Regions from separate parts of the Anas platyrhynchos genome. Here regions 1 and 2 are each linked to region 3. A link is a contact called in public Hi-C data. All regions are on one chromosome and are shown on one strand. Each heading gives the region's core, a stretch centred on a gene start, on an enhancer-like site or on the middle of the called end of the contact. The rest is flanking DNA. Distances are from core to core; before and after follow the strand shown.

Evidence for each region. A called contact is a pair of places that touch in the nucleus more often than the background predicts.
Region 1: a Hi-C map of skeletal muscle shows a contact between it and region 3, with 2.6 times the contacts expected there. The contact joins two enhancer-like sites. A contact is called at or near these places in 3 of 8 Hi-C or Micro-C datasets (liver, skeletal muscle and subcutaneous adipose tissue).
Region 2: a Hi-C map of skeletal muscle shows a contact between it and region 3, with 1.9 times the contacts expected there. The contact joins two enhancer-like sites. A contact is called at or near these places in 4 of 8 Hi-C or Micro-C datasets (F1 follicle, liver, skeletal muscle and 1 more).

Annotation. Positions count from the first base shown.
Region 1 is chr12:13,281,144-13,283,920 of IASCAAS_PekinDuck_T2T, reverse strand. The region is part of intron 4 of GNAO1 (G protein subunit alpha o1); the gene reads left to right. The region is part of intron 1 of LOC140003541 (a long non-coding RNA gene); the gene reads right to left. Among named protein-coding and RNA genes, the nearest start is that of AMFR, 61 kb to the right of the region's middle. Within about 2 kb of position 1,275, at least 1 of the 8 cell types and tissues checked has an H3K27ac peak or open chromatin away from gene starts, as enhancers often do.
Region 2 is chr12:13,474,350-13,477,576 of IASCAAS_PekinDuck_T2T, reverse strand. The region is part of intron 6 of CBFB (core-binding factor subunit beta); the gene reads right to left. Among named protein-coding and RNA genes, the nearest start is that of PHAF1, 13 kb to the left of the region's middle. Within about 2 kb of position 1,571, at least 3 of the 8 cell types and tissues checked have an H3K27ac peak or open chromatin away from gene starts, as enhancers often do.
Region 3 is chr12:13,406,470-13,409,284 of IASCAAS_PekinDuck_T2T, reverse strand. No RefSeq gene overlaps it. Among named protein-coding and RNA genes, the nearest start is that of GNAO1, 24 kb to the right of the region's middle. Within about 2 kb of position 1,449, at least 1 of the 8 cell types and tissues checked has an H3K27ac peak or open chromatin away from gene starts, as enhancers often do.

The DNA.
Region 1 (2,777 bases), core at 26-2,525, 130 kb after region 3:
GGCAGGACAGCAGAGCCTGCCATGTAGGGGAGGGGACTTTTTAGATAAGGAAGAACGAGGGGCAGGTCCTGTTTATCTAATGTCCTTTTATGACAAGGTTACCTACCTATTTGACCCAGGGAAGCCAGTTTTGGGTTTCGGCAAAGCTTTTGATACTGCTTTTTACGGTACCCTTCTGGATAAAATGTCCAGCATACAGCTAGCCAAGTGCACAATACGATGGGTGAACAACTGGTTGGTGGGACAGGCTCCAAGGGTTCTAGTAAATAGGGTTTCGTCAGTAACTAGTCACTAGTGGGGATCCCCAGAGCTCCGTTTTAGGGCCTCTTAGGCCCTAAATCAATTTTAGAGATTAATTCTCTTTAATGTTTCTATAAATGACTTGGCTGTAGGACTAGAATATGTTGTGAGTAAGTTTGCAGATAATTCTAGATTGGGAGGAGCTGTTGACTCCCTTGAGGGTTAGAGAGGCCTTGCAGAGAGATGTTGACAAGTTGGACGGCTGGGCCATCACCAACAATACGACATTTAACAAGGGCAAATGCCAGATTCGGCACCTGGGATGGGGCAGCCCTGGCTGTATGTACAGATTATGGGGCGAGAGGCTGGAGAGCAGCCCTGTGGAAAGGGATCTGGGGTTTCTGGTTGCCAGCAAGTGGAACGTGAGCCAGCAGCAGGCCCTGGCAGGCACGAGGCCAAACATGGCCCCGGGTGCCTCAGGCCCGGCATGGCCGGCCAAGGGAAGGGACTGTCCCGCTCTGCTCTGCCTCCTGCGGCCTCGCCGCGAACACAGTGTGGTTTGGGGTGAAACAATAATGAACATGAAACTATTAAAGTGTCCAAAGGAGGGCTACAAAGACAGGGAAATGTGTAGAGGGCAAGGTGTATGAGGAGTGGCTGTGGCCCCTTGGTGTGTTCAGCCCCGAGCAGAGCAGGCTGAGGGGAGGCCTCATGGCGGCCTGCAGCTCCCTCACAGGGAGCGGAGGGGCAGGCGCTGAGCTCTGCTCTCTGGGGACAGCGACAGGACCCAAGGGGACGGCATGGAGCTGGGACAGGGGAGGGTCAGGCTGGGGGTTAGGGAAAGGGTCTGCACCCAGAGGGTGGTCAGGCACTGGGACAGGCCCCCAAGGGCAGCGATCACAGCACCGAGCCTGCTGGAGTTCAAGAAGCTTTTGGACAGCGCTCTCAGGCATATGGTCTGATTTTGGGGCGGTCCTGTGTGGAGCCAGGAGTTGGACACGGTCCTCATGGGTCCCTTCCAACTCAGGATATTTGGTGCTTCTGTGACAGTGCGCTCTGCGCACGTGTGCGAGCGCTGTGCTTCCTGCGCCTAGGTGCTATTGATTTCTGAAGGGACACAATACAACTGCCTGGCGACGTTTCAAGCATTTCATAACTGATGATTATTTAAGATGTGTTACATCACCGCTGTGTGTGCTGGAGGAGCGCTGGGCTCTGAGGGTGGACTGTGGGGTTTTCTTCCCCTTGCCCTAAAATAATATAGCCGATACGGCTGGGCACGGTTTCTGCAGGAAAAATACTGTGGTGCCACAACCTCAGGGTGTTTGCCCAGAGCCAGCTGGTCTGGGCAGCCGTGCTGTCGTATCACACCTTCTGGAAGCAGCACCCACACATTTTTTCTCTCCTGGTGGAAGATACTATGAGTTTACTACACTGACACTCTCCAAGCCCAGTGATTTTCCTCTGTCTCCTTGCTCTGCAGCTACTAAATATTAAATGGTTTAATGCTAAATATACATCAAGCTATTGGTTCATTGTCAAATGAAAGGAAGAAGTTAGGGTACAAGGTAATGTCAGAAGCAGACAGCAGACATTTGAAATGCCCTTTTCCATCCATGAGCTGTGAAGGAGCTCAGTGCAACCAGCCTGGGTGGAGACGTCTCCACAATAACATCTGGAGTGAGATGAATTGAATTCTGCTCATGACAACCTTGATTAAAAAGTCAGCATTTGCCAGCAGCTACCATGCCATCATGTTGGAGCTAACCCTCAAGCGCCTCTGTACAAGGAGCAGAAAATAACCCAGCAGTGACTCAGCTGCTTCTGCTGACAAATGGTGCTCTGATTTCCCAATCGAATGCAACCCAAGCCAGCGCAGCAATGCTGGAGTATCCCACACGTGGCCTTTCATTCAGGGAGGAGACATGGACAGAGGCCAGGACCAGGACCACAAAGGAATATCTGAGAAGATTCCACCGCCTGCAGGCTTGTTTTCTTGCCTTCCTACCCCTCTGTCCCCAGATCTGCCCCAGACCAGCACACGAGCTGGGGCTGCCCTTTCACCACGGCTTGGTGAGCACTGAGGACGTGGGCTTGGAGCTGTGTTAGCACCTTGGGTGCACATAGTGCCTGGGGCACAGCGATCTGGATGCTGCTGGCAAAAAGACTGCCAAGATGCTGCCTTCGAGGCAACCAAAGAGAATGAACTATTTTACTGCCATTAACCTCAACCCATGTGAATGTTCACATCTGTGTAAGCCATGCCACAGGTATCCAGCTCTGACCACAGCCAGGGACCTCAGCTACGCTTCTTCATTGCAAATAGCAGCCTGAAGAGCCTTTGGCACAGACGCAGACCCAGGAGGAGTTTCCATGGTGGCAGGGTGCCTGGGGAAGGGTCCCCGTCCACGCCGTGCACGTAGGCCGTCACCACTCTGTTCCCAGAGGTAACTCCCACAACAGCCCTTCCTACACGCAGCGTCTCTGGCATCAGCAGTGCTGCTACCACATGCCGTTAGAAACTATATTTACTCCCG
Region 2 (3,227 bases), core at 322-2,821, 68 kb before region 3:
GAATCGTTCTTTCCCCCTCAATTCAACAGCCCCCCAGCAGGTAGGGCTCCCTGAGGAGCAGTCCCACACCGCCCCCCTCTGCAGAGGGGCTCCAAACTTTGGCTCTGCTCTGAGCCCAGCCTCAGAAACCCTCCCGCAGCCAGGCTGAGGCTCGTCTCAGCACAGTAAGGCAATGGGGTTTCATGTCTCTTCATCTGAAACACATGTTCTTTGGTGTGAAATTCCCTTCTGTTAACCTTTCCTGTGAGCTTTCTCAGGATTGAGATTTTTGGGGGAAGAGCTACAGTGCCAAGATGGCAGAGTACATTACATCATTCCCAAATAAACCTCCCCTCTGGATATTCATGCAGTCAACATTTACTTTAGCTTTTCCTGGAACAAAGGCTTATAACAACACAGCAGTACAATTTAATCTATACACAAACATTTTAACAGCTCTTAATTAAGATTTTGAGTTTTACTGCAGCATGGTTTTTTTTCTTCCTTTGGTACACCTATAAAGTTAGCGATAACAAAACTTGAGAAAACTTTGGTACTTATGATTGAGCCCCTGTGTAAAAAAAAGTGATATCAGTTCTCCTTTAAGTAAATGACTCTGTTAAACAGTTTGAATTGATGGCAATTTAAAGAGGAAATTAAAGAAGGTCAGTAGTAATATCAGTTCTCATAGAGGACTCATACTTTACCTGAAAAATAGACATACATGTATCACAGATGCCTGCTTCTCCTCCCAGCACCACCAATCCCCAGACACACACTCTGCATCCCAAGTGTGCTGCATTTCCTCTAAGGCAGCAGGCATTTAACTGTCAGCCACTAAGGTCTGCAGCTGAACACAAAAAAGAGGGCCCAAGCTGCCCCCACAGCCAGAGACCTCGTGCGTCACCTCTTCTGCAACCGAACAGTGTGTTCCTCCTCTGGTTTGGGTTCATAACCCGAGTATTTTGATTTTTCTCTTCCGTATGCACACAGGCTGCTTTCAAGTAGCACACACAAATGCAGGTAAATACTTGAAACCCATTTATGTACTTCAATTTTAAAGCAGTACGTCTATTCTGGGAGCGTTCAATAGATATGAGCTGTACTTTAAGACATGTTAGCGTGGACACTTTGGTTTAATTTACAGGGTGCACAGCTGGCACCTTAGCCTCAAAGTACCACTGCAGCCCCAGGAGTGCCAGGTTTTCAGCTGGGGGAGCCATCGCTGCAGAAGCATTATCTGGCATAGCTCTGAGTTTCGCCAGCTGCAGCAACCTGCTGCATTCAGGGCTTCAAAATAGCATTCTTAAAAAAAAGCTGAAAAATAACCACTAAAAACAATAAAGAAACAACCTAACCCAAAAAACAAACAAATGACCCTTCCCTCCTTCAGAAAGCTCTTTGTGCTGTGGTGGAAGGGGCTGGACAGGCTCAGTGCGGGCAGCAGTACCGGGATATGCGCGGCTTAGGCAATTATCGGGTTCACACGATGCCACCAAACAATACGGGCATTTCAGCTAAGCAGTGACTAACAGCGACACGCCGGCTGCTCCGCGATGCTCCCTGGGCTCTTCTGAGTCACATTTACTGACACAGAGGAAGCCCTGCCGCCGCAGGGCGGTTAGCCCAGTTCACAGCACGCTGCTGCTTCCCTCCCATGCTCAACTGCAAGCGAGCCGCGTCTGCCAGCTCCCAAACCCGCCGGCCTGGCCTGCCAGCACCATTTTCTGCAGCTTTCCATGCTCAATTCTTGCTCACTTCTTCCTCCCTTACCTACCATTCCTCTCATCTGGCTAAGTTTACACTGCCAGCACAATTGGCTGGCTTCACCCACACGGAGTCGTGCTTCCTTCCATTATTTAAATGCTGATTTCAAGTCACATTTGCCTTTCCCGTGCAATGATCCCGTTCTGATGGGTACCACGTCCATTAATAAACCCCTCTACTTGTCAGCATGCTTCCAAAGAGGACGCTCCCTCCTGCACCTCTTGGTGGCCACGTTGCCATTGCTGATTTGGAAACACGGTCACTATTTTCAATACCACAAGCAGTACCTGGTAAGTTTATGTGTCCAGTACATAAATAGGATTGCTGTTGGATTTTAGACATCCATGGGTTAGATCTTCTCCCTCTGTTCCACTGACGCAGGCTGTACCCTGACTGAAGGAAGCAGCCTTTTGCCTACGCACAGAAGAACACCGAAAACAACCACCGCCATCCCTGTTGGGGCACAAACCCACAGACTTCTCAGTAATCGGAGGGATCACTGTAGCACAAGCAGGTGCACTCATGTACAGCGCTCGAGATTTTGAATGCTAATGAGCACACTCCTTCCAGCCACTCAAGCAACTTTCGCAAACTGCTTTCTTAGCAGAGATGCAGAATTGTAGGAAACCGCATTTAATTGCGATTTTCGTGTTATTTTCAAAACCCAAATCATTCACCTTATCCAGTGATACCAATAGGCAAAGTTAACAATGAATGCCACGCTTTAGTTTTATTTTTATTTTTGTCAGAAAACCAAACTGGGATGTAATGATTTTTCTGAACACAAGATGGTTGTTCTGCAAGTCCAAACAGATGCTTCCGCACCAACTTAAGAGCTGCACTAAAAGTAACAAAAGGGTAACAGTTCCACTTTGCATACACTTCTCCCACTGACCAGATCGTGCCAAGGTTTCTTCTCATTTTAACTGCCTCCCGTTTCTTCTGAGAAATAAAGGCACACAGTCCTTACATGTTACCATAATCCTAGTTATATTCATTTATTTAGTTATCAATTTTGTAATCAAGCATATTTTACACTTACTAAAGAAGGACAGCAAGTTAATTGCTGCTGTCTCTCTGCCTTGAAAGCAACAGAGCTGCTTCTTCAGCAAAGTAATCATAAACACAGCAATTTTATTGTCAAAATTCAGCAAAGACTCCAAGGTAAGGGCATATGGTTGCATTTATGCTGTGCCTAAAGGGGCCTTTCCTTTCAAACTGTATGAAAGAATTCACATGATTCAAGCGATCGCTGCTACTTGAAGGGTTCAGTAGTGGCTTCTGCAAACAACTACCAGATTTGCCCTTTCAAGCGATATGCAAAAGGCATGACAAATTACCCTCAAATGTACTGAAAGCAGTCATTACAATGTCTTAGAGCAGCACATGTGGATAAAGGTGTAATTTTGCATTTCAGTAAGTGGGGATTTACATGTGCAGCTCCTATGTGTTGGAATGACAGCTCTGTCTCTCTCAGAAGC
Region 3 (2,815 bases), core at 200-2,699:
CTCGGCCAGTGGACAGGATGCTCCATATAATATATCTAATAATCCCTATTACTCTGGTAATGTCCAAAAAATCTCCTTGGGAGATGTATTTGTGTATATATTTATTTTTTTATTTTTTGTGCTGTGCCTCTCATCCACCAACTCTGCCCTCGGATGTGTGCTGTCCCCCAGCTCCTGCTCCTTCTCCTCCCACGCTCCGTCCCCACCGTGTGGAGACCCATCCTGGGGGGATTTCATCTTTAATGGATGAATTTACATCCCAGCAGCTCCGGGGGAACCAGCGAGCCACGGGTGCTGGCCGGCTCCAGGCAGCTCCTCCTGCGAGATGCTGCAGATGGCAGTGTGCGCTGGCAAACCGGCCCCGCCGGCCCTAAACCTGCAAAAAAAAACCCTTCAGAATTTATGTATTTGTCTTGCTATGGGCCAGGGTAAGAAATAAACCCAAATTTAGGAATGCTGAAAAGACCATATGTAAAATTGTGGAATTGAAGTTGGAAATAGACCTTCAAAATCATCAAGTCCAGCCATCAGCCTGACCTAACGAGTCCCATCACCGAACCTCATCTGGTGCCTGGAGCTCATGTCCACACTCACCGGGATGTTTTTGGGTTTGCTCTGTGCCCCAAATATTTTATTCACCCAGATCCCAGACTCATGTCATCCCAACTATTCCATCCCTCGCCCACGCGCAGTGACACGGATGGGGAGGTTTCCCCAAAAGTGGGACTTGGGACAGGTCTATAAATCAGGGAGCTGCCAGAGCTGCTCACAGAGCTTTGAACCCCCAGAGATGAGAAATCAGCCTACAAAAACACCCCCCAAAGTACGACCCCACAAAGAGGTGCTTGGGGAATGCTTCAAATGCTCCCAGTGATTGTGCAGCGCACAATGAGGGAGAAAGGAAGGAAGCCGGACTCAATAAACTGGAAGCAAATAACGGGTTTCCTGCAGAGGGAAGGGCTTCAGCGGGACGTGGTGGGACATGGCCCTATTGGGTGTGGGGCAGGATTTAGCTGGAAGATGCACCTGAGCTGCCCCAAGGAGCTTTCTTCCCAAAGGGGTAAAAGAAACACAAAGCAGATGATGATTTCCCCCAATTTAGGGGATTGGGATGGGATGGCGATGGGGATGGGGATAGGGATGGGAATAGGATGAGGATAGGGATGGTATGGGAATGGGAGTGGGATTGGGATGGGGATGCACAGTACCGGTGGTAGGAGAGGGGTGAGACCCGGGGAGGAAACCCAGCTCCGAGGGGACACCATCCCAGCCCCGCGCATTGTTCCCGGATCCGGCCGGGGCCGCAGGATATCCTGGAGGAGCTCCTGGCCCCACTGCCACAGGGAGGGGGAAAAGAGAGGGTTTGCTCACAGCCGGCAGCCAGCAGGAGGGCGAAGGTCTGTGGGGAAGCTTCCCAAGGCCTGATAAGCCTTGGGGACACCGTGGTCCCTCTCCATCTGCCCAACCGATAAACGGGGCACAGCAGGCACCCGCCGAGACCCCGCAAGGCCACCCAGCCCCAGAACCAGGGGTTGCACCACAAATGTATTTTTTACCCCAAATATGCCCACTGAGGAGCAGCAATAAGAAGGGTTTCTGCAGGCGGTGGCCCAAGAAAAGCCAAAAAGCCATCAGGAAAGGATTTGGGCTTGGGGGAAGCGGGACTGGAAAATTCAGCCCGCCCTGGTGCTAGGGATGGGCAACCAGCTTGGGTGACAGGTTTGATTTCAGAGCCTGAGTTGGTTCTCTGGGCACCGAGGGACATAGGGTATGAAAACGTCAGTTCAAAAAAAGGAAAAAATCCTCTTAGGCAACCGGTGTGAAAGTTACCGACCTGGAAAAAAAGTATGTCGTGTTTTTTTTCCCCTTTGCTAACAAGTTTGATGAATAAAACAGGAATTCACGACACATTTCACCTGACATGGCTCTTCCTACTTCTGTGCAAGAAAAAAAATAATAAAAAAGAGATGTTGTGACTCAAAAATACCACCCAGTCCCCTCTACATCTCCTGTACCTGCATTGGATGAGATGCCATCCATCGCCCAACTGTAGGGCTGATGGTGACAAAATCAGCAATTGCCAGGCATCAAGAAGAATCACCCCAAAAATAAACCCTGGCACAGCATAAGCCTGAGCTGGAGGAGCAGTGCGGGGCTCTGCGCTGCCAAACCAATGCAGCAGCTGTTTTTTTTTATCCCTTTTTCCCATAAAAAAGCTTAAAACGAACACAAAAAATGTAAAAAAATAAAATAAAAATGCGTTTAGCTTTTCCTCCCTGAATAATTTGGGTCCGTGGTGTGCTGGGATAAGGCGATGCCCGTGGGGATGCTATGGGGACAGCACCACCTCCATGTGGCATTAACCACCGTGCCCCAGGGCCGTGCTGGGGATAACGCAGAGCTTTTAAGGGATGAAGCGTTGGGCAGGGGGCCCGATCCTGCTGCAGGAGCCTTTCCTCACCAGCATCTGTCGGGGCGGATTAAGGCGTGAGTGGGCTGCAGGCTGGCTGCCGGCGGCAGTTTCCATCAGCGGGTGCTGCTCTGCCTTGGAGCAGCCTGCAGAAATGAAGTGGTAATAGTAAGAGTAAGAGGAGTAGTAGTTGTAGCAGTTGTAGCAGTTGTAGCAGTCGTAGTAGTCGTAGTCATAATAATAATAATAATAAGTGGATGTGATGTACTGCATCCGCTGGGGATGCTCAACCTGGTGACATCCCCAATTCTCTCCTGGCATGCTGGGGGTACCCCCAAGCCCTCTCCCATCTGCCCGGCACAGGGGATGCCACGAGCATCCCAGTGCTCTAAAAAAATGTTGGTA